Linked DNA regions of Mus musculus: all the other regions are linked to region 1. Evidence: chromatin contacts called from public HiCAR-type and HiChIP or PLAC-seq data. All regions are on one chromosome and are shown on one strand. The core of a region is the stretch at or near the end of the contact, and the rest is flanking DNA. Distances in the headings are between cores, read along the strand shown.

Region 1 (6,331 bases), core at 1,776-4,275:
TCACCACCAAGGACCGTGGCAAGCACCTCTGAAAGGTCCTCACTGTTCACATCCATCTTTAAGCCAAGCTGTTTGCCTCTACACCACAGTAAGGATTTCAGGTTCTGCCCCCAGCCTGCCAAGGTCCTCAAGACTCCTCTGCAGCACATAGTGATGCAATGTGGCACAGAAACTCTTCACTCTCTACACCACAGCTATCTGTGTCCCACCTTCTGCACTTCAGCGTTGGCTAAACCCTTCTCTTCATTTTCTTTGTATCTGTTACAACAAGAATTCAATGGTTGCTTGTTGGACTGAATTTGTCTCGTTCTCTCCCAACGCTCTAACACATCCCTAAGAGATATTTAAACACTGACACCATAGAGCCTTTCAAATTATCATCCTTTGCAAAAAGTAAGAAACCAGACAGAAAGTAAGATGCTGACTGACTTATGGGTCGGTTTTATGACGTTATACCTCACCTTCAAAGTAAATAACGCTCCTCACAGGGGCAGGCCTGATGGTACCAAGGAAGAGAGGAAAGGAAGAAGGGAAAAGAGGATGTGAGGGAAAGGAAGGAAAGAAAGAAGGGCAGATGGAAGAGGAAGGCAAGGAGAGAGAAAGGAAGGAGAAGAGAGGCAAGGAGAGAGAGATAGGGATGCAAGGAGGAGGGAGGGGAGGAAGGGAGGGAAGAGAGCAGATTAGGAGGAGGAGGGGAGAGAGGAAAGGATGGAAGAAGGGACTGAGGGGGGGTGGCCACACATTAAGCACAGACATTAAAAACTTGACCTTAAACTAAACTTCTAAAGACATTATGAGTCAAATACTTGTAACTTCCCACTGAAATCAGCATGGTGTGTTCTGTTCCGAGCACAAATTTTTACACCAAGTGTCTGAAGAGATCCCTTTTCCTAAAAAAAAAAATCACAAATTTCAGACCGAATGTTATTATGTCCTCAAAGACTCAGCAACCAGGATTTATTCGTCCCCTGGATGTCCCACTAGGTCAAACAACAGATTCTGTAAAAACCAACACCTATAACAGAACCTGGAAAACAAAATCAAGTTACGTTCTGAAGAATACTAACTCTGAATAGAAACAGACGTCTCTGACATGCTGCCACTTAAATTTTCTCTTCTGTGATTTCTTTACCATCATTCACAGGGACGCTGAGCTTTGGGGGATGGTGGCAGCTCCCCTGAGCTGAAGATGCAAAGGGCAGGGTGGGTGGGTAGGTGGTGCCTAGTAGAGGCCAGACCGCAAGGATCACTTAGACCTCATGTCAGATTTAAGCAGCCTCGCAGGTTTGTAATAATAAGGTTGGCAGGAGAAGAAATTATTGCTTTCTTTCGAGGGGAAAGAAAGGAAGTCAGGGAGGGAGGGAGGGAGGGAGGGAGGGAGGGAGGAAGGAAGGAAGGAAGGAAGGAAGGAAGGAAGGAAGGAAGGAAGGAAGAAAGGAACCAGGCAGGCAGGCAGGCAGGCTAGAGAAAGCCAACTCCTACTTAAGTCCCTCTCTCCAAGCATCCCCCTCCTGACGGGTTTCTTTCATCCCACCTTCTTTCTGTTGCCCTCCCATTTCCCCACAAGACTAATTTTTCTTCATTTTCCTTCTTCAACTTCAACTAGTCTCTCATGGAGGAATCACCCACCCTTAGTTCCCAGTTACAGGGAAGATGGCTGAAACAGCAAAGATCATCCTACCCATTCATTTTCCTGATGAGGACACCAAGCCCAGGAGCCCAGAACCCGTTCAGGGTACACCGCTAGGGGACGCTGTGTACAAGGAGGCTCTGATGTGGTTCTGCAAGTCACCCTTCTCAGCCTTTCCGCCTCAAACTGCTTCCCTCTCTTTCTACATTTTTTCCCTCAAATTCACACTCAAGACCAAAGAAAAGGAAAAATAAAATAGAATTTTAAAAAATATTAGAGCCCTGGTGATTATTATTCATGATGTTGCATCTGGAGGAACCAAGGGCAAAAACTAGATGCTATTACAGCTGTGTTTTAATGCAGCTGGCTGTGGTGCACGGGGCCTTAAGCGTAATGTTGATTCCTCTTCCTTGGTATTCATTCCATCTGAAAGAGACTATGTTCTTCCATTTTCTAAGACTTTGAAACCCGGACTTCTGACTTCATAGTCATGTTAGGTGAGCAAAAGACACTTACACAAAAGGATAAGCACGCAGCTCTGTCGAAACGAATAGAGGATTCCGCTTTAATAACTAGCTACCTTCTTCTAGTTGCAGTTAGCAATAGGTATCTCTGACGATGGGTATAGCTTAAGAGTAAAACTTTTCACAAGCCAGTACTCGCTGGAAACCCACATGGAAGGAAAGCTCCGAAGATTTCAACTAAAAAGAAAAAAAAAAGAAGAAGAAGAAGAAACACAGGCGAAAGGAAGAAAGAAAACGGGAGACGAGGAAGAAAGGACTGAGAAAAGAGACAGTCTAGGGCCCCAGCCTGGAAGCAGCAACAAGCCCTGGGTGCCTCACATCAAAGACCAAATGGCAGCAAAGAAAAACAAGCCTAAAGTTTAAAACCATTCACAGTAAAGTCTCCCTCCCTACAGGAGCAAACAGCCGATCAACCCATTCAAGCAAAATCAGGTTTTTCCCCGCCTTGCATTTCCCAGGTACAGACTAAGCCTAGGGCGGCTTCAAGGAAACTTCAGTTTAAATTCCTTAAACTCAAGGGACGACAAAGTCTCTGGTGAGCAGTGAACTGAGCGCGGGACGCGCGGACACCCGAGCCATCTAAGTCGTCGGGGACGCGGCACCAATAAACTTGGGGAGCCCCTTGCCAGCCCTCTCGCGTCCCCAACCCGATCCAGGTAAGCAACAGGAGGCCACCTACGTGTCACTTGGACGGACCCTGGGGCGCACTGACCTGGCCAAAGGTCGGGAGGGCCGCCCGGGCGGCTGCGGCGACTTCCCTCCCGGGCTGAGTTCCACCGGCTGGTGCGGGAGGCCAGGGCAGCCTCGCCTCCTGCAGGCGGCCTCACACACGCGCGCACACCCACCCACTCCGGGCCCGCGGGCGCGCGCACTCAGGCGCTCACGCGCACGGCTACAAAGCGGCGGGTGGTGGGACAGTGCGAGCCGATCGCGCCGATGGGAGGCGGGGCGGTCGCCACCCGCGCCGCGCCAAGGGACACCCGGCCGCCGTGTCTTTACCTGCTAGGTCCAGCTCCGCAGTTCACGCAGCCGCCGGGCCAACCCAACCCAAGCCTCACCCCAGCACAACCCGGAGCCTACGGAGGGCAGCACTGTGCTGGAGGACAAGAGTCACAACTCCCGGGGCTTTACTGCCGCCCAGTTCCAACTTCCCGGGCTCAAGGAACAGGCAGGCAGCAGAAGAGGCACGGGTGCCAGCCTCCTTACCTCTCCTCCTTCTGGCGCTTTCTGCCACATCCACAGAGCACAAGTCAGAAACTCCCCGCACCCCAAAGCGCCTTTCCTCCCAAGCCGCTCTGCTCTCCTTACCTGCGTGGCACCCACAGCGACTCTGCCTCCTGTGGTCCCCTCCCCCAGTCATTCACTGAACTTCCCGCGCTGCTGCAGGTCGGGGAGGGGGTGGGGGTGAGGGGAGCCTAAGCTTTTCATTCAGTACCTTCGCGGCGCTCCCTTGACCCTCCACAGCAGACACACCCACCTCCGTCACCCCTGGCCCCTCCTGTGCTCACCCCAGCGCCAGGCCTCTTGCAGAGCTTTGGTGGACGCCCTGCATGGTGCATGCTTTGTTGCTGTCCCCTCCTCATTTGAAAAGCCCTGGAAACCATCACAGAGCCTGGGGAAAACAAGAAAAGAAAGGGGGGGGGGGGAGAGAGAACTTGGTGTATGGCCTCCTCCGAGTTGAGTTTCTAAACTTTTTCAGGCAGCACACAAAGTTTCAACCAGCACAGCCCTGTACTTCAGGCCATAGAAAAGCAATAGTTGGCTTTGCAATTGCAAATCAAAGCGAGCGTGCCTTTGTGTCCCTAGAGCTATGATTATAAATTTCTCTTCAGCTAGGAGTGTAACTTTCCAAGGGCAAACTAAGATTTTTCATAGGGCAATTAAGGGCAGGGAAGGCACACCTGGAAGTGTAGGCGGAGGCAGGACCTAAGAATCATTTTCTGGAGACTTCCATCTCAGAAGCCTTACCATCACTCAGTAGTAGATGCGGACAGAGAGAGAGGACTCTCCAGCCGGTCTTCACCCACCTGCTTCACACTCCAGGCCCCCAGGGTGTGTTGAGTCATCAGAATTTTCTGCCTCAACCCACAGCGGAGTCCTCCACACATCAAAAGCAGATGCCTGGGAGTAAAAGCCTGAGGGACATCTAGGGTTGTAGTACCACAGAAAAGCAGGACTGGCTGGCGGCACCGTAGCTGACAGAAAATGAAAGGCAGCGAGGGAGTGGATGGACAACCCCTTGCTTCGTACAAAGAGGTCGCTGCCTAGCAGCTATGGGCAGAGCTGATAAGATAAGACACTGGGGGTTGGATAGTTCCCAAGCTTTCAACAGGTTGTGACTTGATGGGACCATGACCATTTCCTGTCCATGATTTTTCACGGTGCTCAAAACTGAACTGTAAAGCTGGTCGTTTATTTATTCTCCAAAGCTGTTTACTTTTAAGAATTTTGAGCCGGGAGGTGGTAGCACACGCCTTTAATCCCCACACTTGGGAGGCAGAGGCAGGCAGATTTCTGTTCAAGAATTTTGTTCATTCTGTGCAGCAACGATGACTTTTACCTGCAATCTCAGCCCTGGGGAGCTTGAGACAGGATGAAGAATTGTGGGGGAAACTATTCAAATCTCTTTTTAAAAAGACTCTGCTTTCCAAATCCATTTTATATCAATTTATGACTTGTTTTATAGTTATCTACTTAAAATATAAAAATTAGACCCAACACCAATTCTGTTCTCAACAACAAACAGAAACATATACAATTGTGTAGCAAGTATTGTTGAGGTATATACAGTGCTTGCCTAGCAAGTATAAGATCCTGAGCTTGACCCCCAGCAGTACAAAATCCATAAAATAATAAATAAGCTCATATATAAAAACCATTCCCTAATTACAAATAATGATAGTTGATCTTAAACTATTAGGAAGTTGAGATGAATAGGAAACCATCAAGTTTTATACATACATATTAAAGAAAACAAGAATACACTGAAGAAGGTTTTCACTTTTCCCCTATAGTGATACTAAACTCAGAATAATCAGACCTATTGCCTAATTTTCTTCCTCCTACTGCTCACTCCATCTGTTTGGTTTCTTGATAGCAATATTTCTAAATCAAATAAAAAGACAAAGTGATTCCCATGGCTAGCCATCCCTCACTATTAAAGGCACAAGGTAAATGAGCTTCTCTTAGCTCGTACTCACCTTGAATGGCTGGTTTATCTCTTGCCTTCTTGAGGAATGTAGCTACTTCCATCCCAATGTGTTAACTACTTTGACTACTCTATGGTCCTTCTCAACCTCAAGTGGGAGTGTCCATCCTCATTAAACCCATGTGCTCACCAGTTCATTAGAGATGAAAAGATGTACCACAGCCGATCAGTGCTAGTCTAGCATTTGCTGGGTTTGATCCATACACACACATACACACACACATATACACATACAAACATGTAGACACATATACATACTCATACACATATACACATACTCATACACATATGCACACACATACACAAATGAACACATATACACATACGTACCTAAGGGCACACATACACACATACATGTACACACATATACAAACATGAACACATATACACACATATATACACATACAAACATGAACACACATATACACATACTCATACATATATACACATACTCAAACACATATACACATACTCATACACATATGTACATACATACACAAATGAACACATATACATACCTAAGGGCACACATACATGTACACACATATACATATGCACACACAAACACACATATACAATCATGTACACACATATGCAAGTGCACATATACATATACCCACATGCACACACATTCATACACACAGGAACATACATACGCAAATGCACACATATACACATATATAAAATACATACACAAACATGTACACATGCACAGAGAAAGAAAGAGAAGGGGGGGAGAGAGAGAGATCCTTGCCTTATCTCTTCCTTATTCCATCCTCGATGGCTGAAAATGAAATAAACAAGAGGTCTGCCTGGACAGACCTGTCTTGCTAACAAGCAAAGGCCTGTCTGAATGAGACTGCTCTGCAGCCAGCTTTAGGTCAACAACCAGAAGTAGGTTAGGTGTCCAGTACAAAAGAGAGAGAGAATGAGATATGATACAATAGTGCAAAACCCAGACTAAACCAT
Region 2 (6,331 bases), core at 1,932-4,431, 250 kb before region 1:
CCCACAGAACCTAAAATAACTCGTCCTCCCATTAATGTAAAAATAATAGAGGGATTGAAGGCAGTTCTGCCGTGCACTACGATGGGTAACCCCAAACCATCTGTGTCCTGGATCAAGGGGGACAATGCTCTCAGGGTAAGTGATGGTGGTATTAAAATCTCTGTATAAGACATCGTTGTAAAAGATTTGTGTTTTACGTGTGTGTGTGTGTGTGTGTGTGTGTGTGTGTGTGTGTGTGTGTGTGGACATGGACATGGACATCCATGGAGGCCAAAAGAGAGAATCAGGTCCCTTGAAATGGAGTGGCAGACAGTGTGAGCCACCCAGTATGGGTGCTAGGAATCAACTCCAGTCCTCTGCAAGAGCAGCGGGGCTAAATTCTTAATGGCTAAATTCTCCAACCTGCTTAAGTCATCTTTTAAATATAATTATCCAGAACTTCTAACTAACAGCTAACTAACTACCTACATAGTCACAAGCTTCTAGTATATGTTTCTAACTAGCTATCTACATAGTCACAAGCTTCTAGTATATGTTTTTTGTATACACATTAGGCAAACTTATGTTTTTCTCTTCTTAACTATGCACACTCACTCTATGGCATTCTAGTAGGGACTGACTTGGAGACAGAAGCAATAGGAATCAGAAGCATTAGAGATGAAGTGGGCTCAGAGCCCAAGCATTTTTTTTGTCTTGGTCAGTTGTATCACTTATCATCATCATCATCATCATCATCAGCAGCAGCAGCAGCAGCAGCATAGTCATCATAGTCAACATCAACTGTTTTAAACCTTAGGCATAACAAAGCTGAACTAACACCCAAGTTTTAGAACTGGTCGTTTCTGGGAGAAGAGAAATGAGGATTGGAAGGAAGAAACTGAGAGAAAACAGATACTAGAGCACAGAGACTCAGAATGATAAATAGACACAAACACATCTCAGTAACAAACAGAAGTTAGGTTAAAGCTCTGTTATTTGTGCTGGGTTTCATGGATCAGAGTGCTTGCTTGCATGAGAACCTGAGCTCATATGCACCCACATACATGTGAGCTTGTGACTACAGTGCTGCGGGAGGAGACAGGAAGATCACGTGGCTTGCTGGCCGACAGCCTGACTCCAGGCTCAGTGAAGATATCAAAGGAACAAAGTAGAGAGTAGAAGATCATGACATCGGATGCCCTCTTCTTGCCACATGGATGCACACACATGTATAACTGCACAGACATGTAGATAGATATACTATAATGACACACACGTTTACAAAAAATTAGCTATTCATTGGGTTAGCTTGTATGCTCTTGTATGTTGTCTCCTTGGTTACTAATAAAGTGTTTTTGTTTGTTTGTTTGTTTGGAGACAGGGTTTCTCTGTATAGCCCTGGCTGTCCTGCAACTCACTTTGTAGACCAGGCTGGCCTTGAACTCAGAAATCCTCCTGCCTCTGCCTCCCAAATGCTGGGCTCAAAGGTGTGCGCCACCACACCCAGCTTAATAAAGTGTTTTTATATATTATAATCATCTTCACGGCTTCATCTCACCAAGAATGAGATGACAGACTCATCCTACCAGGCCCAACACACTCCGTGGGAAGCAATGCATAGTTGTCAAGATACATCAAATAACTGAAACAAACTATAAATTTGGTAAGCTTTGCCAACTTTAATCACAATATATATACCACTTGGCTTTCCTTTTGTTATAAGCCTTGGTGCATTTTCTATAATAAAAATTAAAAGTGACTGAACTTGTAAAGTTAACAATGAATTCAAAAAGAGAAGATAAATGTCCCATCTGAACTCCAAAGAGTAATTATTCTCAAGATATGTATTCTCCTGAGGATATCCTAAGGGTCCATTGTAAGTCACGGTAACAGAAAACAATGTTTTAAACTTTTGCCTTGTTTTGTATTTTATTCTGGGGGTTGCTGTGTGTAAGCAAATTTTCTACCATTGAGCCACACCTCTAGCCCCAAAGTTCAATGCTTTCAAACAGGTGCAAACAAGCACGACCTTTAGGAATTATGATCATTGATGTGTTCTAATGTGATGAAGGAAAATAAAAACAGAATAGATGCAATCTTAGATATTGAGATAGCTAATTTTGATCATCTTTCATGGTCTCAGTAGTATATGTTATTATGCATAGGCAGAGAAGAGGCAGACACTTTGGGTGTTAAGGGTAATGATAAATCAATGAAATAAGGCAAGTGTGTCTTTGACTAAGGCTGTTTTCAAACTCATGTCTTTGGCAGGAAAATTCCAGAATCGCAGTTCTTGAATCTGGGAGCTTAAGGATCCATAATGTGCAAAAGGAAGATGCAGGACAGTACCGCTGTGTGGCCAAAAACAGCCTGGGCACAGCTTACTCCAAACTGGTGAAGCTGGAAGTGGAGGGTAAGAGGCAGCACGCACCCCTCACTGTCTGCTGGGGAGGCTGTACTTTGGATGGAGAAAGATATGATGTAGGAAGTTGTGGTTCACCAGCTCTGAGGGCAAGGCTTTGAAAACAGAGAAGTCAAAAGACAGTTCCCTAGCATAAACGTTCATATCCTATCTATTTCCCCAACTGCTGCTACGTTTGACCGTGACACCATTTTAGTGTGACTTTCCAGCTCAAACAGTTCTCTTATTTATAAGATTGGCTACAAATAAGTTTATCTTTTAATGCATTTGGATTGACTTTAAAACATAGGGAGATAGAAAAAAAATTAATCCTTTCCAAATTATGGCTTCACAAAGGATGCAAATAATAAGCCAATGAATCAAACATATAAACATGGTCCTAATTCTGTGAGTTAGGTAGCAATTAATGTTATGAGCATAGTAACAGTTTATCCAAATATAATGTATTTTTAATGAGGTCATTCAATAAATTGCTGGGGAAAAATCTTCATTGAGAAATCAGAATCCAAAACAGATTTTAGTGTTCCATTTCCTTGTTTGTCTGGTTCTTTACCTAAAATATTTTATCAAATTTGGTTTAAAAATAGGAACTAGGATCCAGGTGGGGTGGGCTAGGGAGAAACTGGGAGGAGGAGAGAGAGAGGAAACAGTAGTCAGGATATATTACGTGAGAAAATAAAACTACACTCAATAAATGGGGAGGGGAAGGAACTGCCAGCAGTCCTGTGCTGGACAAGTGACGACTCAGCCGTGAAACCCTCCCACACCTTCCTGTTCTGAGCTGCAGACACAACGTTTTACTCCCTCTGTAAACGTGAGTTTAACGAATCAATGAGCTCTTGCTTAGATTCAGCAGTCTGGCCTGGAATTTACTTCACAGATGATGGCTACAGATTTTTCTGCTTTTATTTTCCCTTTTTTTTTCTCTTTCCCGTTTTTGACTGATAAAATATTGGACTAGACATAACACAGAAATAGTCATTAAAACAGGGAAGATGCAGATAGGTCCCAGATCTTTGTGCTATCTCATTCTGCTTTAGCCAAAATCTGTCCTCTCCTGTGTTTTCCCTTCACTTAAAGTTATTTTCATTTTCTGAGTAGACCTAGGTCCTTTCTCTCACAGCTTTAATGACCTCTCTTTCCATATTTGTCTCTAGTTGAAGTAACATATTTTATGGTGCCATTACACCAACTGCTTATAAAATTTCCATTAGGAAATGGCAAACTATATATATATATATACACACACACATATATACATACATGTATGTATATGTATATATGTGTATATATACATATATATTAGATAATTAAATAAGAACACATATTATATATACATATAATATATCTTAGCATAGTTCTCAATATAGTTGGAACAACTTAACATCTTCTAATTTGTCAATTCTATTTAAAGATTAGAATGCAGGCTGGAGAGATGGCTCAGTGGTTAAGAGCACTGGTTACTCCTCCAAAACACCTGGGTTTGATTCCCAGCACCTGGCAGCTCACAACTGCCTATAACTCAATTCCAAGGAATCCAACACCCTCACACAGACACACATGCAGGTAAAACACCAATGCAGATGAAATGAAAACAAATTATTAAAGATTAGAATACAATCGATATTTTTCCAGTGCAAGCTAAATACACATGTAACTGCAATCTGAAACCTACTTACTGAAGACCTGCCTGGTTTCAAGATTGCCTTGAATGCTATGTAGAATGACATAGAATGATGTTATCCAATTGTATAAAATTCCACAAAAGATTTCCTTATTGACCTACCAAACTCAAGTTTTCTGTCTTCCCAGCTATTAAAACAAATTGCTTCAAATTGACTTAAAGAAATTTATTGCCAGTATTGATCTACTGGAGCCTGGTTACACAGTCTGCTCTTGCCACTTAATTGTGAATCAATAAAATGAGATGCCGCTTCCTTCTTCCTAACATTGAAATCATCATTCTTGTTGCCTTGACTGTTAACATATCCTGGGGGGTTTATTAAAATTCGCTATGGCTGAGAGCTCATGCTAACACTTGAAATTTCTCTAACAGTTGGTAAGAAACTTATTTAGTGCCTATGTCTATTCTACATTCTCTACTCTTGATCAAAATACCCAAAATACATGGTATACTGTTGCTAGCCCATATAATTATAACATAAGTGATATCTATCATAATTTTTATTGACATCAAGTCTATGATAATGACACAAAGGCATGGCAGCAGGAACAGCTGAGAACTCATGTCTTGATTCACAAGCAGGAGGCAGAGAAGGCACACTGACAACAAAACTTCAGCGCCCAAACACCAGTGGACACCTTCTCTAACAAGGCCACACCTCTTAATCCTTCCCAAACAGTTTTATCAACTGGGGACCATTTACTCAAATGTATGAGCCTATGGGGGCGGGGGGAGGGGGAATTCTCATTCAAACCACTATACTACCCTGTCTTCTGTCAAAAGATGCTGTACATGACATACAGAGCTCCTGATGAAACCCAAGCCTGTGCAGCATGTGTGTCATTCAAATTCGATGGGGTGGCTAGAATGTCGAAATGTGCAAGTGATGCCGAATGCTCCACTTGTGAAGAGCCATGTGAGCTTGCCACTCAGAGGGTTTGAAATAGGAGTGTCAGATGCTGTGCCATTTTAGGAAATTAAGGGACAGTGAGGGTGGCTCATTTACACAGGGTCACACAGGTGACAGTATCTAAGAAAATGAGGCATATCGAACACTTTCTTTTCAATTAAAGAACAAGGCATGACATTGTCTAGAGTAGTATCAGGTTGGAAGTAAGAGAAGAGGAAATCAGAATCCTGTAAAGGCAAAAAAAGTGTGTGTGTCTGTGTATATCTGTGTAAGTATGTGTGAGAGAGTGTGTGTGAGTGTGTGTCTGTGTGTGTCTGTGTAAGTATATGTGTGAGAGAGTGTGTGTGTGTTTGTGAGTGTGTGTGAGAGTGTGTATGTGTGAGTGTGTGTGTGTATGTGATAGAGAGAGAGTGTGTGTGTCTGAGTGAGAGAGAGAGAGAGAGAGAGTGAGTGCATGCATGCATGTAGGAGTTCACAAGTTTTTCAATGAACATGGAAAAAAAGAGGTTTGGAATCAAAACAGGAAGCAGTTAGAAATATGACCATGTTAAAACATCAGGAGAAGGGAAATTTAACCACACATAGGAGGGGGCACAAAGGAACACACACAAGGGTGGCATCCAGGGTTCAGGTGGAACTATAAACTTTATACAGAGGGAGACCACATGTCCTGTTTTTCCCAGGACAGTTCTGTTTCACACCTGTTGTTCTGGAATAATTATTAATAGAATCCTGCTTTTACTTTCTAAAGTATCTAGGCTCCCATGATAACATTATACAGCTGCTCTCCTTAGGGACAGAGAATTTTCTTCCTTGGGGTAGAAGGGAAATGGAGACATTCCCGATATGAATCAGTTTGTAAATGAGGCATATTGGATTTAAGAAGGCTGTTCTTATGATCTCTGTTTCTTTTAGGAAGTAGATGGTAGGTTATCCTCTGTAAGGAGGGCACAGTAGGGGTGGGGGTAGGCAAGGGAAAGAGAGTGGAAAGATTTTTAAATAGCCATGGGATAGGAATGATGACTCAGAAGGAAACATGGGATTGTGGAGCAACTTCAAGGCTTTAGCAGAGAGCAGGATCATGAATATGGAAGGAGAGACCTTCACTGCATGGCAGACTCACACCGTCCCCAAATACCTGAATTCTGACCTACTCTACAGATACATGTTTAGAAAAAGAATGTTTACATTATGTTTAAAGCAAGACATGAGTATTGGAATCTTGCCAGAAAGGAAAACAGGGCAAAAGAGAATATTCCCAAGAGAGTAGAGCACTGAATCCCAGATACTTTATGCATGAAGTTCATGGAGCTTAGTATCTAAACACTGAATCTGG
Region 3 (6,331 bases), core at 1,439-3,938, 220 kb before region 1:
AGGGATACAAACCAGTTTGGCAGGGAAGGCATAGGACTGCTACAACTCCATCTGCAGCTGCAAGGGTGTGAGGTGACAGACAGGCCTGTGCGTCACAGTGGATCAGGAAGCAGAGAGCCTGGACCAGTACCCCGAAATACATACAGTGCTCAAGGTCTGCTCCAACAACCCAGTTCTGTTAGCTAACCTTTTGTCCTAGAGAATTTATAACCCGGGCCAGAGAGATGGCTCAGTGGTTAAGAGCATCATTGCTTTTACAGAGGATCCTTCATTCACCCTGGGAGGCTCAACTGCCTTTAGCTCCAGCTCTGGGGGATCTGACATCTTACTCTGGACTCCTCAGCACCTGCACCTACATGTGCACACACTATGTGCATACTCCCCCACAATTAATGTACACATAATTAAAATGATAAAAAAAACCTCAAAGGAAAAAAAAAAAAAAAGAAAGAACCCCAAACCTCCCAAAGCAGCAGTACCAGTTGCAGACAAAGTGGCCAACCACATGAGCATGTGGAAGACATTTTAGATTTAAGCCACAGGAGAGGCCTAACCTGTATCTAAAATGTTTTCCTCTTTCTAGATACCAGGTTATTTACAATACCAATCAAGTAAAAGCATTCCACCTGGCAGTCTGGGTTAGTTTTAAGTCATCTCCCTTTCTCCTTTATTCCTGCCTGTCACTGATCCCTTGAAACCTTTATAAAGAATTCTCCAACGGAAGGTAGGAAATACTACAGAAGGAAAAGAGTAAGAGAAAGTAAAATATCTAAGCTCTCACTGTTCCTTTGAAATAACCATTCAGAAATAGAGAACTGGCCGAAATTTGAGAAATCTCTTGAACTGCCCTCTAACAAGAAGAGAGACCTGTCATTTCAGGAGTTGGCCTAGGTTTCCTGCTCCCTGCATTTCCCAAGATATTACAAGAACAATTATGATGGACATAGCTCCTGAACACGTACACCCTTTAAAATGGAAACCATAAGACCGGTTATAAATCTGAAAGCAATTTGGAAAATGAATGCGGCAGGTGTTCAGGGTGGGGATAGAAGAAGTATGCCTCTGTTTGTTATAAACTGTTTTGATGTAGGATTCCTGACCTTCAAATAGGGCTGCAAGTTTACCCAAGAGACATAAAGCCCAAAACATGTGAATAGATTCTGTAACAGAAAATCCTAAGGCTCAGCACTGGCCACGTCTTTTGTTCATAGTGCTGGTGAGTGCTGCCATACTCACCCATGGGAAGATTAGATCGTGTGAAATCAGATTACCTGTAGCAAGAGAAGTGTAACATCAAAATAGTTATAAAATCTCTCCGAATCACTAAATAATTTCAAACTCCTATTCAGCACTTTGCTTGCTTATATAACAAAAACATGTTTTCTTACATGAAAGTGAATTACAAAATAAAGACATTTGATGCGCGTTTCACTGGCTAGGAAGCAGATCTCACCGAGCTCCCCTGATCACTGAGCATCTCCCTGATGACGTAGGCTGCATTCTCCGCCTGTGGCTACCCACCGAAGCAATGGGATCTGCTATCCAACTATATCCAAGTTCATTCCTGCAGGGGATGAAGTTAGCCAGACTTTTATTTTTGGTTGCAGCTGCTGGGATTGTTGTGGACGGTTGTTAAGTGTTTGGAATTTCTCTCAGCCCACCTTCACCTTTCACATTTAAAACTGGAAACCAATACAGATGGGGAGCCACACACGAGCCTTATTGCTGATAAAGCTGGATCGAAGAAGGAAGCCTTCTCATCTAGCTAACAAGGAGACTAGCGTAACATGTGTTTGTCATGCTTGCCTCTCCAGCCTTTCCCATGACTCATCTTAATGTCTGGGTAGAGAAGTCCTGACCTGGTAACCTTTTGGTAAACTTCCACCCGCATATCAAGCTCTTTCCCTTCATAGAGGTATGATAGGCAAAAGAATGGTGGTCCAGCAGGGCTGACCTACACAAACTATAAATAACTTCTTTTGCCTTAGCTTACCAGAAAAGTCACCCACTCACTCTCCTACTCATCCACTTATTCATTTAACAAATACTTATGATTTCTTACCCTCTACCAGGCAGGGTACATCTAGCAATACACAGAGACCCACATATATAGGTCAGCCTGCAGTGATGGGCAAAGCCAAGCTAGACCTTGATAATGTTTGCATCCTAGGGAGAGGGACAGCCACAAAACAAATAAATAAAGGACCCACAGTTGTCAAGTGGTGCTAAGTGATATGTGAATATAACCAGAATGAGGGGCATGGAGGGCACAATGAAAACAAGACATTTCAATGGAACCCAAAGGTATGGAGTGTGCTTAGAACCTCCTTTGGGAGGAGGAAAAGTGAAAGGAAAGCTTGAAGATGTCTGTCACTACTGCAAAGGGAAGGCCGACTCTTGTCTTTTGGAGATAACTCAAGAGTGTGGGATAGGCTGGCTTCAGTGTAATCTCCGGTCATTTTCTTCTCTTAACACACTGCACTTAATGATGAAGTCCACTTTGGAGAGAACAACTATTTATTAGCAGTTTTATAGTCTCGGATACACCTATGTGGCCAATAGTACCCATCACGTGTGCCCAAACAGAGCCCCTAGAAAGCACTGGATCAGGCAGGATAGGGGATCCATGAAGTTCGACATCATGATGAGCTGTGCAAGAGCAGCTGGCTGACTTATTCACTATCTCACTTATGCTTAGCTGTGTTGTGCAATATAGACCATCAAGGGTTTCGCAATGTACCTAAGTGGCAATCCATATAATGCAATAGCTGCCAAAAGAAAAGAGAAATGCTGTAAATCAGAACGCAATAAACCCACCCTTGTTACTACATTTCCAAGAAGAATTTGAAGTTCTCGAATTAAAACATTTGCTTCTATAAATCAAAATAGGAGAAAGAATCTAGATTTCCTATTTTTTCCAGTTTGTTTTTATTGTCCTAGTTTTTATCCAAAAGGCCCTCGTTTCAAGTCCAAGGGCTCAGTCAAGCCATTCGAACACTGCTGTAACAAGACTGAAACCAACATGATCCAACTCCCAGTCTTACAAGGCCCACACTGTTCTCAGTGCTCAAAGGCAGTGAGCCCCATGTGCTTCCGATTACAGTGACTCAACTCCAAACCTGCAGTGCCAGCCCCTGCACACACTATTCCAGCCATGTGTTACAGATGTGTGGCATAGCCTAGATCTCCATTACTATCACCAGAAAACAAGAACAGTTATGTGGCTGACCCCTGCTAGAATGCCGGTCAGCCTGGGTTTGGCTGTCAAAAGAGAACAGCCTGTGAACTTGGATTCAGTGGGGAAAATAAGAATCCAAAGTGAGCACTTAGATGATATGGCCCTTAAATCTCTTTCAGAGCATAGCAGATTTCTTCCCTCTTTTTTCTGCATTCTGAGTTTGACAAACATGATCTCCAGGATATTGCTTCTTGTGTTCCTGAACTCTGATTTTTGTTGGGTGTTTAATTAGATACCAGGACCTTCTAAAGCCAGGTTATTGTTGTTATTTTTTAGATAACGTCATATGGTATGTAGTTCATGTTGACCTCAAGCTCCCATGTAGCTGAAGATGACCACTTGGACTCCAATTTTCCTGCCTTTATTTCCTCAATGCTGGGATTACAGACATGTCCTACTCCATGTGGTCTATGTGGTGCTAGGGACTGAACCCAGGGCTTTGTATAACTTAGGCAATCACTCTACCCAGGAAACTATACCTCTAGCCCTCAATTTTAGTTTTAAGAGACAGATTCAACTGCATGTTAACCATTCACTATATTAAAAGAAAAAAAAACTTAGTACTTTTTCAGCACTGTTGTCATTGAACATGACATTTTTATCACTTTTCTGTCCTCTCAACTTTGGGATACAACATTAACATATTTAAAGTGATTGACCCCAAATGGTGTTATAAATAACACATCTTAGAGTCCTCAATATCAAAAGATAGGAAGTCAAGTTAATTCAATTTTGCACCAACCAAAGATCCAGGTGTCAAGGGAGATAGGCACATTTGTATACCCTTGAGTGATGTGACCTTCTGAAGAGGTCAAAAGATAAAGGGACTGCTGAGGAGGTCCAGCCTCGCTGGGACTGTTTTGTCAATCTTCCCCCTTGTCCACATGAACTCTATGAATTTCATGAACCAGAAGAGCTAAGTCAAATTGCCATGACAACTAGGGTTTAGAATTCCTGTCATGTGTTGGGCTCGGGCCCTAGAAAACATCAGAAAAGAGCATAAAATATGTTGACAATAGGAAAACAAAAAGATTTCATAATAGCTTAAAAGCCTGTTGGACTTAACATCAGAAGGCATGAGACCAGGCTCATTACCATCACTGCTGTTACTCTGGGAAAGTAAATAAACTTAATGAGGATTCAGTTTCCACTGAATCAGAAAAGGAGGACAGAAATGTAGCTCATCTTCTGAACTGCGTTCTCCAATTCACTCTGAGTTTTCACCACTCTCTTTTTAATTCAGGATAGAACTGCTAAGCCTGAAGATTGATTTTTTTTTAAATTGGTGAAGATGTATAACCATAAGAAACGCAGGAGACTCAAACTCCTCCTCACACTTATCCTAAACGCTCCTCCCCCAACCCCATCATCTCATTCTTTGAAATGTGTGATATGTTTGAATTTGTTCTCAATACGAGAGAAAAGAGTTGAGGGTATAAACCAGTAATTATTTCTTTAGTTTGCTAAAATAGTGTCTTGGGTTTATTTTCATCATGAATTCTTCTGGGCACTCAATCCAGCAGGAAACAAAACAGACCAAGACATTCTAATGGGGCAGCTGAAGGACACATAAGTGGGAACTGACCAAGTATCAGATAGCAGTGAGTGTGTAACCATCATAAGATAGAAGGGCAAAGGTGATTGGGAGTTGTACTGTGTGATGGATGATTATGGCTCTAAGAAAATGTCCCTTAAAGTGAGACACGAGTTATACACATAAGGAACCCATCGCATTTAGATATGAGCATAAATGTTCTAGACTGGGTATTGACCAAGGTAAACTTCTATGTTGGAACTAAGCTCAGTGTGTCCTGGGGTGGTGACAAATGCAGGATCATAGCACTGAGAGCCTAGAGGGCAAGCATAGCAATACTGAAGGGGTGAGCATACTCAGGGCACACAGTGTGACTGGAGTTTTAAAGTCCTGCCTTGCTTAGCCAATCACTCATGCCCTTTGTTTTCCTAACAGTTTTTGCAAGAATCCTGCGTGCTCCTGAATCCCACAATGTCACCTTTGGTTCCTTTGTAACCCTACGCTGCACAGCAATAGGCATCCCTGTCCCCACCATCAGCTGGATTGAAAACGGAAATGCTGTGAGTGCCATGTGATCGGGGTGATTTGGGGAAGACTTGCTGGTGGTGACTTGCTGCACACAGCATGTACCAGTAGCTGTGTGGTGATTTGAATAAGAACAGCCCCTGGTGCCTCATATGTTTGAGTATGTTGTCCCTACCTAGTTGGTGGAACTCTTTGGGAAGGATTAGGAGGTATGTCACTGGGACACTTTTGAGGTATCAAAGAGCTATTCACTCTGCCACTCTCTCTGCCTTCAGTTTGCTGATCAAGATGTAGGCTCTGAACTGTTCCTGCTGCCATACCTTTGCTCCACCATCATGGACTCCAATCCTCTGAAACCATAAACCTCAAATGAAATGTTATCATTTATAAATCACCATGGTCATAGTATTTTATTATAGCAATATGATACAAAGTACACAGTGACTAAGATAGTGTTACAATTTCTATCTATATTGCTGGTCCTAGTTTTACCAGTGTTTAAAGCTGTCCTTGGTAGCAGAAACCACTGGCATCAAACCCTGGGAGTTGACATTCTACCCTGTACCACATATCTTTTACTTTTTTTGTATGTAAAAGAAAAATGGTTCTAAGTCCTCCCTATAACTAAAATAACTTTCATAAAATGTTCCAGGAAAAGGCCAGTCTACTGGTGGAGGTTACTTTAATGGAAAATAATCCAGAATTGTAATCCACTCAACATTTCATTTTTAATAGTGCTACTAGTAGCTAATGTGATCACATGGTTATTTGAGCCAGGTCCTCTTCTAAGTACTTTACATACAAGCATTCTCACATTCACTTTATGAACAAGTATTGAGCATCTGAGCAATAAGTAATATTGTAGGCTCTGTGGCAACAAGAGCAAGAAAAATGAGAGACCTTCCTTGATGTCAAACAGCTTCCATTCTGATGTGAAAGGATAGAGAATAAAATCAAAGAGACTTGCGTGAATTACGCTATCTATGACAAAACAAAACAAACAAGCAAGCAAACAACAACAACAATGAAAACCC
Region 4 (6,331 bases), core at 1,188-3,687, 210 kb after region 1:
AAGCGATTGAGATGATGGTTTTATATTATATATATATATATATATATATATATATATTGTTTGAATTGGGGTAAAGAACTCATGTTTTGAGCCCAAAGGGAAAAAATGGTTAGTCTGGAAAAAAGCTAGCTGTAGCATTTATTGCCCAGTCTCTGGGTTTATCCAGTCTCTCTGTTGTCTGTTGTTTGGATCCTAAGGAAAAAAGGATTAGTCTGAGAAATGCTAGCTGTAGCATTCATTGCATTTCTCTCTATGGAATCCTGATGAATGCAGCTCAACTATGCAATGTAAGGCGGACCTATATATGCATGTTGTTAGCAAAGAATTCTTCATCACGTGTCCTTTCACGAGCTTGCTTTAGCAGAACATCCTCTCTCCTGTGTTTGCTTCAGAGAAACATTCCTTCAGGAGTCTGCCTTAGTCTTTTACCTGTGTCCACTTCAGTTAAACATTCATTCAAGTGTTTTTGCCCCAGCAAAACACTAACCAACCGACTTTCCAAAGAACCCTTAAGTTTTCCACTTCACATCGGTTTACAGGAAAATATTAATTGTGCAGCTGAAAAGAAATCAAATGTGAGGTCATTTTTAACTGTGTGCTTGGAAAACATTTGTGTAAAATATGCTATCACTTCTGTTTATCAGTGCCTCTCTTACTTTGGAATGTTGTTTTCCAAGATTTAAATTCCATCCAAAGTTACATTTTGCCTGCAGCTGAATGATAACTACTATACGGAAATGGGGGAAAGGATTTTGATGAAAATTCCTCTGGAGGCACAGCTGCAGGCAATCTGGTATTGGAACTGGCTTCTTGTGAGCCAGGACTGTCCATAATAATCACAAGCCAAGATGCTGCTGGAAGTCAGCAGATACTGTGGACATGGTTCTGCGCCAAGCATGGTGCTAATACTTGCCCTGCGTGGGGCCTGTGCTGCTAACTCAATGTTGAGGGGCCCTTCTTTCTTTCTGATGAGGCAGGAGAGAGAATAAACACAGAATGGTGTGCTTGGTTCATCCATGTGCCCACTGAAGACAGAGAAGTGGGAGTTGAGGAGAGGACCTGGTGTCACCAAGAAAGGCTTAGGGATCTGTAAAGAGTATGGGACATCCACCTAGCACTGTATCCCTCATTATAGGTGCTCCCTCTGAGGACACCTTCCCATGGCCTCTGGGAGAAACAGCCACTTTGACTTAGCTCTGCATGTACCACAAGAGAATGCCTTTGTTAATACAATACACAAGTCAGACATTGTTTTCTGTGGGACCTCAGTACCTCATTATAACACTGTTCCCTCTAGGCCATGTACAAGTCTCAGTCTAATCCTTGCTTCTCTGGAGGAAGCTGGGTTTCAAGAGGCTTCATTATAGCTTAGAACCCCAGAGGCAGTGCCACTCTGGAAATACACACTTACTAACTAGAGGGCCAGGGGGCTCAGTCCCAAGGGTGAATTAGGTGAGAGTGAGCTAATGATTAAGAAAAAAGTAAGGGAACTTTTAATCTCCGAAACTTTCCTAAGGAGGACTTGAGGTAGAAGTGAAATTGACTTCTCTTTGAGTGAGAAAGAAATACGGGAGATGGAAGCAGCTCGGAATACTTATTAAAGGGTCACGAGAATAGGAAAACTTGCTCTGTTTTTTATGTTACAGATACTATGAAGATTCATAAGAAGGTAAGAATGTTTAAAGACAATCATCTGAAAACTATGGACTTTCAATGTGGCCCCTGACCTTCTGGCACAAGAATCACCAGGACTGTTTGTAAAAGCCGAGTTTCTGGGTTCCAGACTGGTTTTTTTGAGTCAGAACTGCTGAGATCTAGGCCCAGGGACCTTCACTTACAACCAGTTCCACAGGTCATCATCATCCATACAAAAGCAGAAAGAACAGATAATAAATCTCTGAGCTCTCCAACCCTACACCAATTAAATAAATGGCTAATGTAGTCCTTGTACTCAGTGATTATGTCTGCCCTTCTTAGACAGGACTCCCACCCCACCGCCATGCCTTCAGAGTGAACTCCATCTCCCTGTAGGCAGGTCTCTGTTCTTTACTTCATTCCTCTGTCAGTCCCAACATCAGTTCACCGACCCTGCTCCACAGCTCGACACCTCTCCCAGGACAGGGACAATCAGGTGTGACAAGGTAACTGAGCAATTGCCATCTCCTCCTTCTGGATTCCTCTGCTTAAAACGAGACAGGCTTATTGGTCCAGCATCATGTCCATACTTACCTTGGGGCACCTGGGTCAAAGAAACCCTGCCTCTTTTGGTGAACACTGAGCAAGAAAGGCATACTACAATACTAAACTAAAACACTATACAACAGCGATCTAAAAACATAACTCAAATCAACAAAGAAAGGTCTGTTACTCAGAGGATATTCCACACACACACTGAGTGTTTCTGTGGGGAGCCTAGCTCAGCTTACAGCTGGGTATTAGCTCACCTCCCCAACAGGCTTTCATTTTCTCTAGGCAGAATCTGCCTTCTGTCCTTCCCATTCCCTTCACAGGGCTAGAAGAAGATTTTGAGGTGGGGTTCTGCAAAGGTTAGTATGCAAATCTAGATTAGCTGGGTTTCAAGCATTAGGAATACCTGCTGATAGCCTTGTACCATTGCCCCTTGGATTGTTACATGATCTTGTCATTATGGGGTTTAGAGCCATGTGTGGGCTGAGTAGCCTGCAGCCTAGCCAGCCGCCCATGAGTAATTTAGAAAAGCATGCATGTTTTAATAAAATGCTATTTCCATCTGTAAAACACTGTGAAGTGACATAATTTCTTTTGGTCTGATGAGAGTAAGCCTGTACTTTTGGGTCAGTTTATACTCCACAATTATGCAATATCCAGAAAACAAGTTTGGAAATTCCCATTTCTGTTCCAAAATTTGAGTAACTTATTCCTTGAGTATTTGTTAAAATATATAGGTTGTTTGATGAAAATATTTTTAGCTACCAAAAGTCTCATATGTGTTCCATTTATTATTTAATTTATTCTATTTTCCTAGCAATTTTGTCTATTTCATCCAACTTTCAAAGCTTTTACTATAATTAATATGCATCAAACTTTTATTTCTTTATTAAGGTAAAATTCGTACAGCATGAATTTCATCACTTTAGCTCATGCTGTGTTGTGTGATCACTTCAAAAGGAAGCTCTAGATGATCAGTAATCCACTTTCAGTTCCTAGGGAATGTATCTAGTCTGGACTGTCTATACAAGTGATTGTGTGTCTGACTTACTTCATTTAGCATGTCTTCAAGGTCCATACATGTCACATGAGTCAGTACTTCACTTTTAAGGCTGAATAAGGAACGACATATCTGTTTAGCCATCAGTCAGCTGATAAACATATGAGTCATTCTGTATTTTAATTATTTGAATTTTTAGTACTGAAATGAGCCTTTGTATACAGTATTTGCTTGGATATATACCTCAAAGTGGAATTTCCAGGGCACATAATTGCTTATGGACCTATCAAGTTATTCTTCACAGCAGCTACACCTTATTGCATCAGCAATGCATGAGTTTCAATTTCTCCAATTCCTTGCCAGCACTTGCTATTTCCCACTTGTTTTAGCTATTCCAATGGGAAGGCATGGGTTTCTCATTATAGTTTGAACTTTAATTTCTCTGACTAATAATATGAACATCATTTAATGTGCTTGCTGGTCACAGGTATGTCTTCCAGTAGCTATCTATTCAAGTCTTCCACCTGCTTGCTAATCAGTTGTCTTTTTGTTTCAAAACTCTTCATAGAACAGGTAAATAATATACTAATTCAATTCTTAACTAGCTAATGTTTTCTTATATTCTGTGGGCTACCTCTTCACTTTCTTCATAGTGTCCTTTGATGAGCAAATATTTTTAATTTTGATCAAAACTAATTTGTTAGTACTTTACCTGTATTGTTGCATAGACTTTTTTGTGTCATTTCTAGGAAACCACTGTGTTTTGGTCATGAACATTTGTTTCTCTGTTTTTCCAAATGTTATAGTTTTGGCTTTCACATACTTGTTTGATAAGGACCAAATACATTTTTTTGCATGAAGATATTTCTGTTGTAAATAGGCTGGTTTTTGCCCTGCTGAACACTGTTGGCATCCTGGTCCACTGACACTAGATACCTGAACTTAGTTCTGGCCATTGAGTTCTAGCCCATTGTTCTGCACATTATGGTGCCATTACCATAATGTTTTAAGTGCTACAACTCTAGAATAAGTATTGCTAACAAAAGTGTAAGTCCTCCAACTTCGTTCTTTTGCAAAATATTTTAGGTTATTTGGTATTCCTTAGAAATTGATATAGAAAAAAATACACTAGGTTTTTTTTACATGAGTTTCACTGAATCTGCTGATAAAGTAGAGAAACAGCTCATCTTAGTAGATTGAGGGTAAAGAGATAGCTCAGTCAGTAAAGTGCTCACTGTGCAAGCATGAGAGCCTGTGTTCAGAGTCCTAGAACTTTCATGAAAAGTCCAGGGAAGCATTGCATGTGATTAATCCTAGCACTGAGGATGTGGAGATAAGAGAGTCAGTGGTACTTGCTGACCAGACAATCTAGTCAGTTAGTGACTTTCTTACGAAGAAGAAGAAGAAGAAGAAGAAGAAGAAGAAGAAGAAGAAGAAGAAGAAGAAGAAGAAGAAGAAGAAGAAGAAGAAGAAGAAGAAGAAGAAGGAGGAGAAGAAGAAGAAGAAGAAGAAGTCATAAGTATTATTATAAGTGATTAAGGAACATCAACTTCTAGAAGTCTACACATATATGCATAAACAGGCACACATTCATACACACAAGGTATGAACACAGAATATCTTTTATAGAACTTCTTTAAAATCAACAGTTTTGAAGTTTTTACTCTGCAGTCTCACAACTTTGAAATTAAGGATCAAGTTTATTCCCAATTGACTGTTGGTGCCCAACCTCAACTGATACACTTTCAAAGCAACCCCTACAGAGACTGAAGCAGCAATCACAGAGCCTGCCTGGTCTGAGCTAGGTCCTCTGCATGTGTCCTGATGGTGTAGCTTGGTGTTTCTGTGGACTCCTGAGAGTGAGAGTGGAAGTGTCTCAGATTTTTCTTTTTTTTTTTTGCCTGCTCTTGGAACCTTTTTCCTCCTATTGGGTTGACTTGTCCAGCCTTGATATAAGGGTTTGTGCCTAGTCTTATTGTATCTTGGTATGGCATGCTCAGTTGATATCCTTAGGTCTGCTCTTTTCTGAAGGGAAACAGAGAAGTAGTGAATCATAAGAGGTGAAAAGAGGGAAATGAGGGGATGGGGGATATGATGATGACACTGGAAATAGTGGAGGGGGTTGAAAACTGTGGTCAGAATGTACTGTATAAGAGAAGAATTTTACTTATTTTTTATTGGATATTTTCTTTATTTACATTTCAAATGTTATCCCCTTTCCCAGTTTCCCCCAAAACACCCTATCCCATCCTCACTACCCCTGCTTCTATGAGGGTGTTCCTCCACTCACCCACCCACTCCCACCTCCCGGCCCTGGATTCCCATACACTGGGGTATATATCGAGCCTTCAAAGGACCAAGGACCTCTCCTCCCATTGATGGCTGACAAGGTCATCATCTGCTACATATGCAGCTGGAGTCATGTGTACTCCAGGGTTGATGACTTAGTCCCTGGGAGCTCTGTGGGATCTGGTTGGTTGGTATTGTTGTTCTTTCTATGGGTTGCAAACCCTTTCTGCTCCTTCAGTCCTTTCTCTAAATCCTCTATTGGGGACCCCACGCTAAGTCCAATGGTTGGCTGCAAGCATCCACCTCTGTATTTGTAAGGCTCTGGCAAGGACTTTAAGGAGACAGCTAATATCCACTTATCAGTGAATGCATACCATGTATGTTCTTTTGTGATTGGGTTACCTCACTCAGGATGCTATTTTGTAGTTCCGTCCATTTGACTTAGAATTTCATAAATTCATTGTGTTTAATAGCTGAGTAGTACTTCATTGTGTAAATGTACCACATTTTCTGTATCCATTCCTCTGTTGAAGGACATCTGGGTTCTTTCCAGCTTCTGGTTATTATAAATAAGGCTGCTATGAACATAGTGGAGCATGTGTCCTTATTAAATGTTGGAGCATCTGCAGGCTATATGCCCAGGAGTGGTATAGCTTGGTCCTCAGCTAGTACTATGTCCAATGTTCTGAGGACTGGCCAGACTGATTTTCAGAGTGGTTGTTCCAGCTTGCAATTCCATCATCAATGGGGGAGTGTTCCTCTTTCTCCACATCCTTGCCAGTATCTGCTGTCACCTGAGCTTTTGATCTTAGCCATTCTGACTGTTGTGAGACGGAATCTCAGGATTGTTTTGAT
Region 5 (6,331 bases), core at 982-3,481, 150 kb after region 1:
CTCATGCAGAATGATGTACTCCCGGATTAAACTGAAGAATAAAAAGCCTTGAAGATGTCTACTTAGAACTCTCATAGAGGTGGAACCACGAAGCAGCATCAAGAAAACAGTTACCAGCACAGCAGTGAAGCAGCAGACCTCCGGTCAGGGGTCAGGGATCAGAGGCCAGGGGTCAGAGGTCAGGAGAAGCTGATAATCAAAGAACAGCCGATGTCAACAGCCAATGAGCACAGTCTAAGCCACCTTAGACCTCTGACACAAGCTACTGAATTTTCTACCTGCTGAATAGGAAACTAGACCTAGGAATTTACTTAAGTAATTAGAAATAAAACATGGCTCCTGCTCTTCCCCTCCTAGCCCATCAAGACAGCCCCTGTGGACCCTTGGCCTCCTCTTCTGTCTACATGTCTGTCTATGACCCTCTGTCTCTCTCACAAGGGCATTCGGGAGGGCGTTTGAGCCCGCCCATTACATTCCATCTCATAATTCTTCAGCACATGCGTGAGGATCCTTTTTCATGGTTTTTTTTTTTCTTTTTCCTTTTTCTCTGTTTTGTTCTGGGTCATATTGAGTGGCTCTGGCTGGCCTGAGATTCTCCATGTGGACAAGGATGGCCTCCAACTTAAAGAGATCCACCTGCTTCTGCCTCACAAGTGCCCAGCCTGTAAAGGCTATGACTCACATCTTGGGAGCTGTTGTTCTGCCCTAGGGTTAGGATAGACATCAGTGGCCTAAGAAATCAAAAGGCAGTCAGTATTAAAAGGTTCCAGGAACTATGGTGGGGTAAACTTCCTATGTTTTTAACAAATAAGCTTGATTGCCTTCTTTTCTATGTATTTCCCTCTTCCACATTAAACTTGTAAGAAAAAATGAAGACTAAGAAAGGCTTTGAGCCAGCACAGTGGCTCATGCCTACAGTCCCAGTGCTTGGGAGATGAAGGCAGGAGGTTCAGGAGTTAAGTTTCTCTTCAGCTACACCCAGGGAGTTCAAGGTGAGATTGGGCTGCACAGGACCTTGTCTCAAAAAAAAAACAAAAACAAAACAAAACAAAAAAAAACAGATGAACAGATGAAGAGAGATTGGCTAGGGGCTTTGAGAATTTCATATTTAGCACCTTTTGTCTTTAAGGGTAAATTTTTACAATCTATTGCATCACAGAGTGGTTTTCAGTGATTCCACATTGTTTAGCTTCCTTGAGGACATATTTTAAGCTGTCATTAAAAAAAAAAAGATAATTAGCCCACATTCCATGTATTAAAGTAACTTACTGACCCTGGTTCTGTATCTCATGGGCTTGCAATGGCTTCTTTTGCAACACCATTTTAAATGTTTTCCCAGTGAGTGTCATACAGCATGACTGGTATAGTTTGAATCTAAAGGCCTTCCGGGAGCCCGCTGTATCTTGAATATCTCTTCTCATACTAGGGGCACTGCTTTGAGGGCTACGGTGCCATCAGGAGGTAGGGCTTGGTCCGTGAAAGTAGGTCCCTCTATTAAGTCTCTGGGTTAGACTAGCCTGCCTGCTACTGTGTGGACAAGCAGCCACTGTATACCCCATAGCCATGTACTGAGCCTACTCCACTACCAAGTTTCTCCCACCATTAACAGACTGAATGAGCTTATCAAACCTTTTGTCTCTTAACTCATTTCTGTCTGGTATTTTGCCACAGTGGAGAAAAAAGTAACTAAAAGGGTGAATGTTTACACAGAGGTCCTACAAGACCAAGCTGGGGAGCCAGGTGTGATGGTGCATGTCTACAATCTCAGCACTTAGGAAGCAGAGGCAGAAAGACCTATAATTTGAGACCAGTACGAAGTATATAGCAATAACTTGCCCCCAATAAAATGAATTTTAAAAGGAGAAAATGAACCTCCAAACTCCATCCTGGGAGCGACCATTATATCTTATTTACTACCCACAGAGAAAGCATGGAGAATCGTGGATTATAGACCACCACTCTAAGACAGGACTATATGGCAGACCGGGAGAGATGAGCAACTGTGCTCTCTGGCCTTACAAGACAAGTTGCTGGAGCCTTTCTGCTTCTTTCCATTGTCTCTTGCCTCAGATATCCCTGTCTCTGCCAAATGCCTGGACAGCTCCATCACTCTCTCTGCCTTAGCCAAGGACCTACTCTCCGGCCAGCTCATCCATCACAACTACTGTCCATCTGAGCCCTGGTTGTCCTGCCTGCTCTGCAGTCGAGGGCACCAGTGCCTTTCCAGCCCAGCAGTGAGTTATGCAATTTCCTCTTATAAACCCTGGGACTCCAGAACTCTCTGGGAGTCCCTGTACTTCACGACAAGCTTTTTCTTGTCTCTATTCCTAGGACATGGAAGATTAGAATTCCTCAAGAATAGAGGAAAAGTTTCCACTCCCTTTCAAAGTTAAGAAAGAACTGATCACATACTAAAGGGAAGAAATGGAACAGAAACGAAAATCCATGGGTGGCCTCCTTATCTGAAAGCCACAGAAGCTGTAGCCCAGCTAGAGGCTAGCTCTGGTGATGTATGAGAAAATGCCTGTAACTTCCATAACTCAGGGCCTGACATGAAGCAAACACTCAAACATTTAACACTCAAGATGTTAGCTTGGCTTTTCCTGTATTACATAATTTTATACTAATTTGTCACTTATCACGTTGCTCCATTTTGTTTTGCGCGCGCGCGCGTGTGTGTGTGTGTGTGTGTGTCTGCCTGCCTGCTTGCCTGCCTGTCTGTTCTGTATGAATGTATGCACATGCGTGCAGGTATCCGCAGAGGCCATAGAGGGCATCTGATTCCCTTGAGAACTGGAGTTATAGGCGGTTATGAAGCACAGATGTAGGTGCTGAGAACTAACTCCAATCCTCTGGGAGAGCAGCTGAGTCACCTCTTCAGCCTCAAGTTGCTCACTTTCTAAATCATACTTTATTCACAGAAGTATTTCGAAAGGAGATGCTCATAGAGAGTAAAGCGGACTCTCTTTGTTATTGTTATTGCTGTGCTCCTTACTGTTTGCTTGGCTTTTGTTTCTTTTATTTTCTCTTTTGAGACAGGATCCATTATGTAGTCCAATGTGGACTTATGATTCTCCTGCCTCGGCACCTGGAGCTGGTGGGTAACAGGTACTACCACTATGACCCACTCAGCCTACCGAGAATTTTTGTTAGAGTAAACAGATAAAGGTGGAATTACAGGAGAAACCAATAAAAAGAAAGATAAACTAAGATTGGAAGAAAATAAGATGAAATAATAAAAGTGAACTATACAAAATATCAGCCATGATATTTCTTGACATCAGAAGGAGTAGCCCATACCTTTGACTAACATATTTTTTTTCAACTAGAGAAAAATCAATGTACAACCCCAGCTACTTACAAAATAAACTTTAACAAAGGCAGTAGTAGATTACCCAGCCACCCCTGGCAATGGATCCTGAGAAATGAATCTTCATATTAAGGGCACGTGGAGATAAGACAGCAATGTGCACTGATGCAGGCTCATAGAAGGGCTGCAGAAAGAAGTTTCTTTGTAATATATCACTGACAATCTTCATTCTAGAAAAGCATAATTTATAATTAACTTGAAAGAGAAAATTCTTCAGCTATCATCCAGAGACAACAATGACCTCCCCAGATAACTACTGTTATCTAATATGCAAATCTCACTATAACTGTTTACTTAAAAGCTCCATCATTAATATAAAGTGCTTTATATATTGTCTTTTGCTCTTAACGTATTTGGGACAACTCTTTTGTCAATATTTAAGTATCTATACTATCATTTGTTAAGATGTATTTTATTAGCCGGGTGTGTTGGCGCACACCTTTAATCCCAGCACTCAGGAAGCAGAGGCAGGCAGATTTCGGAGTTCGAGGCGAGCCTAGTCTACAGAGTGAATTCCAGGACAGCCAGGGCTATACAGAGAAACCCTGTCTCGAAAAAACAAAAAACAAAAACATATATTTTATTATTTTTAATAATGCATATGTATGGGGGTGGGGTTATCACATAGGTACAAGTGCCCTCAGAGGCCAGAAGCAGGTGTTTGTGAGCCATCTGACATGACTGTAGAACTGGGCTCCTCTGAGAGCCCCTATTCTGTCATTTTGATATTTGAATAATATCACATCATATAGGTATATCTAAATTAATTTAGCTAAACCCCAAGAATGTCTGATTAAATTATTTTCATTTTTTTTCTATTACAAATAAATATGGCAAATACTTTCTTAAGAAACAACATGAAGCTAAATTGAGGACATTCTTAAAATTAACTACCTTTCTTCAAAAAGTTAGAGTCACAGTTAGGAGAATAGCTGAGCTGGTAAAGTTCTTCCCATCCATAACAAGGTGACTTCAATCTCCTATACCCATGGAAAAGCCAGGCACAGGAGTAAGAGCATATATTCCTAGTACTAGTGAGGAAGAAGGAGCTAGATTCCTGGGACTCGAACATAAGGGGATCTAGCAAAACACATGAGCTCCAGATTAAGTGAAGGACCTGTCAAAAAAAACAAAACAAAACAAAACAAAAAACCTACCCAATGCCAACCTCTAGCATACCCTCCTATGCGCGCGTGTGCGCGCGCGCGCGCGCACACACACACACACACACACACACACACACAGTGGGTCAGGGAACAGAAAGGAAATGTAAAAGTCAAAAACACAAGGACAAATGAAAGGTCTAGCCTCAGCACGAAAGAGGGTCCTAAGGAAGGGGTGAATAGGAGCAGGGAGAAAGAATGACTCAGAGTTAGTGATGGATGCAAGCTGACAGGAAGCTCTATGATCTGCTGGGAAGAGCTCTCTGTTCGAGATTGCTCTCTCCTGCAGACCAAAGGCTAGTCTTTTATTTAGAATTGCATAAGCTACTTCCTTAGAAAATCTTGTATCAGTTTAATCATTTACCCCAGGTTCCCTTTTGATCATTCCATGAATCAGCAATTTAGTGAGATCTTGTTTGTGTCAATGCAAGCAGCATTGAAGCTCATTCTTATAATTCTTATCTACCAGTCCTTTCTGGTTGGCCCCAGCACTGGGTCACCTTGGACTCGGAGTCGGTGGACACCCCCAAGGTCCACAGAGCACTCTCCATGGGATCTTAGGATCTCTGGTGAGTGGAACACAACTTCTGTTCCAATCGAATCTCGTGGGACCTGAGACAGCATTAATTGGGGAAGCAGAAAACCAGGACTGACCAGGGTCACAAGTCCCTTCTGGTCAGCCCTAGCATCGGGTCACCTTGGGCGCAGAGTCAGCGGACACCCCCAAGGTCCCCAGAGGACTCTCCATAGGATCTTAGGACCTCTGGTGAGTGAAACACAACTTCTGCCAGGAGGCAGGTTCAAACACCAGATATCTGGGCACCTTCCCTGCAAGAGGAGAGCTTGCCTGCAGAGAGTGCTCTGACCACTGAAACTCAGGAGAGAGCTAATCTCCCAGGTCTGCTGATAGAGACTAACAGAATCACAAGAGGAATAAGCTCTAACCAGAGACAACTATAACAACTGACTCCAGAGATTACCAGATGGTGAGAGGCAAACGTAAGAATCTTACTAACAGAAGCCAAGACCACTCACCATCATCAGAATGCAGCATTCCCACCTCACCCAGTCCTGGGCACCCCAACACACCCAAAAAGCTAGACCCAGATTTAAAAGCATATCTCATGATGATGGTAGAGGACATCAAGAAAGACTTTAATAACTCACTTAAAGAAATAAGGAGAACACTGCTAAAGAGTTACAAATCCTTAAAGAAAAACACGAAAACACAACCAAACAGGTAGAAGTCCTTAAAGAAAAACAGGAAAACACATCCAAACAGGTGATGGAAATGAACAAAACCACACTAGACCTAAAAAGTGAAGTAGACACAATAAAGAAAACCCAAAATGAGGCAATGCTAGAGACAGAAACCCTTTGGAAAGAAATCTGGAACCATAGATGCAAGCATCAGCAACAAAATACAAGAAATGGAAAAGAGAATCTCAGGTGCAGAAGATTCCATAGAGAACATTGGCACAACAATCAAAGAAAATGCAAAATACAAAAAGATCCTAACTCAAAACATCGAGGAAATCCAGGACACAATGAGAAGACCAAACCTGCGGATAATAGGAGTAGATGAGAATGAAGATTTTCAACTTAAAGGGCCAGCAAATATCTTCAACAAAACAATAGAAGAAAATTTTCCAAACTTAAAAAAAAAAAAAAAAGGTGCCCATGAACATACAAGAAGTCTATAGAACTCCAAATAGACTGGACCAGAAAAGAAATTCTTCCCGACACATAATAATCTGAACAACAAATGCACTAAATAAAGATAGACAATGAAAAGCAG

Evidence for each region. HiCAR-type assays count read pairs that join an accessible place to other places. HiChIP or PLAC-seq counts read pairs in DNA pulled down with a chosen protein or histone mark.
Region 2: an H3K4me3 HiChIP or PLAC-seq map of bone marrow-derived macrophages shows a contact between it and region 1, with 4 times the contacts expected there. The contact joins the enhancer-like site here to the promoter of Lpar1 in region 1. A contact is called at or near these places in 3 of 39 promoter capture datasets (3T3-L1-derived adipocytes, the SN4741 cell line and liver), 1 of 484 Hi-C or Micro-C datasets (bone marrow-derived macrophages), 4 of 115 datasets of contacts at active chromatin or transcription factors (bone marrow-derived macrophages, forebrain and neural tube) and 2 of 9 other capture datasets (adipose tissue and liver).
Region 3: an H3K27ac HiChIP or PLAC-seq map of the NIH/3T3 cell line shows a contact between it and region 1, with 4 times the contacts expected there. The contact joins the enhancer-like site here to the promoter of Lpar1 in region 1. A contact is called at or near these places in 1 of 39 promoter capture datasets (the 3T3-L1 cell line), 1 of 15 datasets of contacts at CTCF or cohesin (the NIH/3T3 cell line), 6 of 484 Hi-C or Micro-C datasets (3T3-L1-derived adipocytes, adipose-derived mesenchymal stem cells, bone marrow-derived macrophages and 1 more), 4 of 115 datasets of contacts at active chromatin or transcription factors (the NIH/3T3 cell line, acute myeloid leukemia, bone marrow-derived macrophages and 1 more) and 2 of 9 other capture datasets (adipose tissue and liver).
Region 4: a contact with region 1 is called in a HiCAR-type map of fibro-adipogenic progenitors, with 6 times the contacts expected there. The contact joins the enhancer-like site here to the promoter of Lpar1 in region 1. A contact is called at or near these places in 7 of 39 promoter capture datasets (cranial neural crest, frontonasal cranial neural crest, hippocampal neurons and 3 more), 1 of 15 datasets of contacts at CTCF or cohesin (the NIH/3T3 cell line), 22 of 484 Hi-C or Micro-C datasets (B cells, CD4 T cells, DN2 thymocytes and 17 more), 12 of 115 datasets of contacts at active chromatin or transcription factors (astrocytes, bone marrow-derived macrophages, craniofacial prominence and 9 more) and 4 of 9 other capture datasets (adipose tissue, embryonic stem cells, liver and 1 more).
Region 5: a HiCAR-type map of fibro-adipogenic progenitors shows a contact between it and region 1, with 4 times the contacts expected there. The contact joins the enhancer-like site here to the promoter of Lpar1 in region 1. A contact is called at or near these places in 1 of 39 promoter capture datasets (cranial neural crest), 1 of 15 datasets of contacts at CTCF or cohesin (the NIH/3T3 cell line), 6 of 115 datasets of contacts at active chromatin or transcription factors (bone marrow-derived macrophages, craniofacial prominence, embryonic limb bud and 3 more) and 3 of 9 other capture datasets (adipose tissue, macrophages and pancreatic islet).

The regions. Positions count from the first base shown.
Region 1 is chr4:58,550,268-58,556,598 of GRCm38.p6, forward strand. Lpar1 (lysophosphatidic acid receptor 1) reads right to left here and starts at 3,026. Exons shown (of 4, transcript NM_172989.1): 1 at 2,867-3,026.
Region 2 is chr4:58,301,595-58,307,925 of GRCm38.p6, forward strand. It overlaps Musk (muscle, skeletal, receptor tyrosine kinase), which reads left to right. Exons shown (of 15, transcript NM_001037129.1): 4 at 8-135; 5 at 2,251-2,392. Among named protein-coding and RNA genes, the nearest start is that of Musk, 19 kb to the left of the region's middle. Within about 2 kb of position 3,182, at least 66 of the 459 cell types and tissues checked have an H3K27ac peak or open chromatin away from gene starts, as enhancers often do. A contact at or near this core is called in adipose tissue and bone marrow-derived macrophages, where this site is marked.
Region 3 is chr4:58,328,358-58,334,688 of GRCm38.p6, forward strand. It overlaps Musk (muscle, skeletal, receptor tyrosine kinase), which reads left to right. Exons shown (of 15, transcript NM_001037129.1): 7 at 5,208-5,332. Among named protein-coding and RNA genes, the nearest start is that of Musk, 46 kb to the left of the region's middle. Within about 2 kb of position 2,689, at least 55 of the 459 cell types and tissues checked have an H3K27ac peak or open chromatin away from gene starts, as enhancers often do. A contact at or near this core is called in 3T3-L1-derived adipocytes, the NIH/3T3 cell line, acute myeloid leukemia and 3 more, where this site is marked.
Region 4 is chr4:58,762,779-58,769,109 of GRCm38.p6, forward strand. No RefSeq gene overlaps it. Among named protein-coding and RNA genes, the nearest start is that of Olfr267, 20 kb to the right of the region's middle. Within about 2 kb of position 2,438, at least 18 of the 459 cell types and tissues checked have an H3K27ac peak or open chromatin away from gene starts, as enhancers often do. A contact at or near this core is called in adipose tissue and fibro-adipogenic progenitors, where this site is marked.
Region 5 is chr4:58,696,905-58,703,235 of GRCm38.p6, forward strand. No RefSeq gene overlaps it. Among named protein-coding and RNA genes, the nearest start is that of Olfr267, 86 kb to the right of the region's middle. Within about 2 kb of position 2,232, at least 9 of the 459 cell types and tissues checked have an H3K27ac peak or open chromatin away from gene starts, as enhancers often do. A contact at or near this core is called in fibro-adipogenic progenitors, where this site is marked.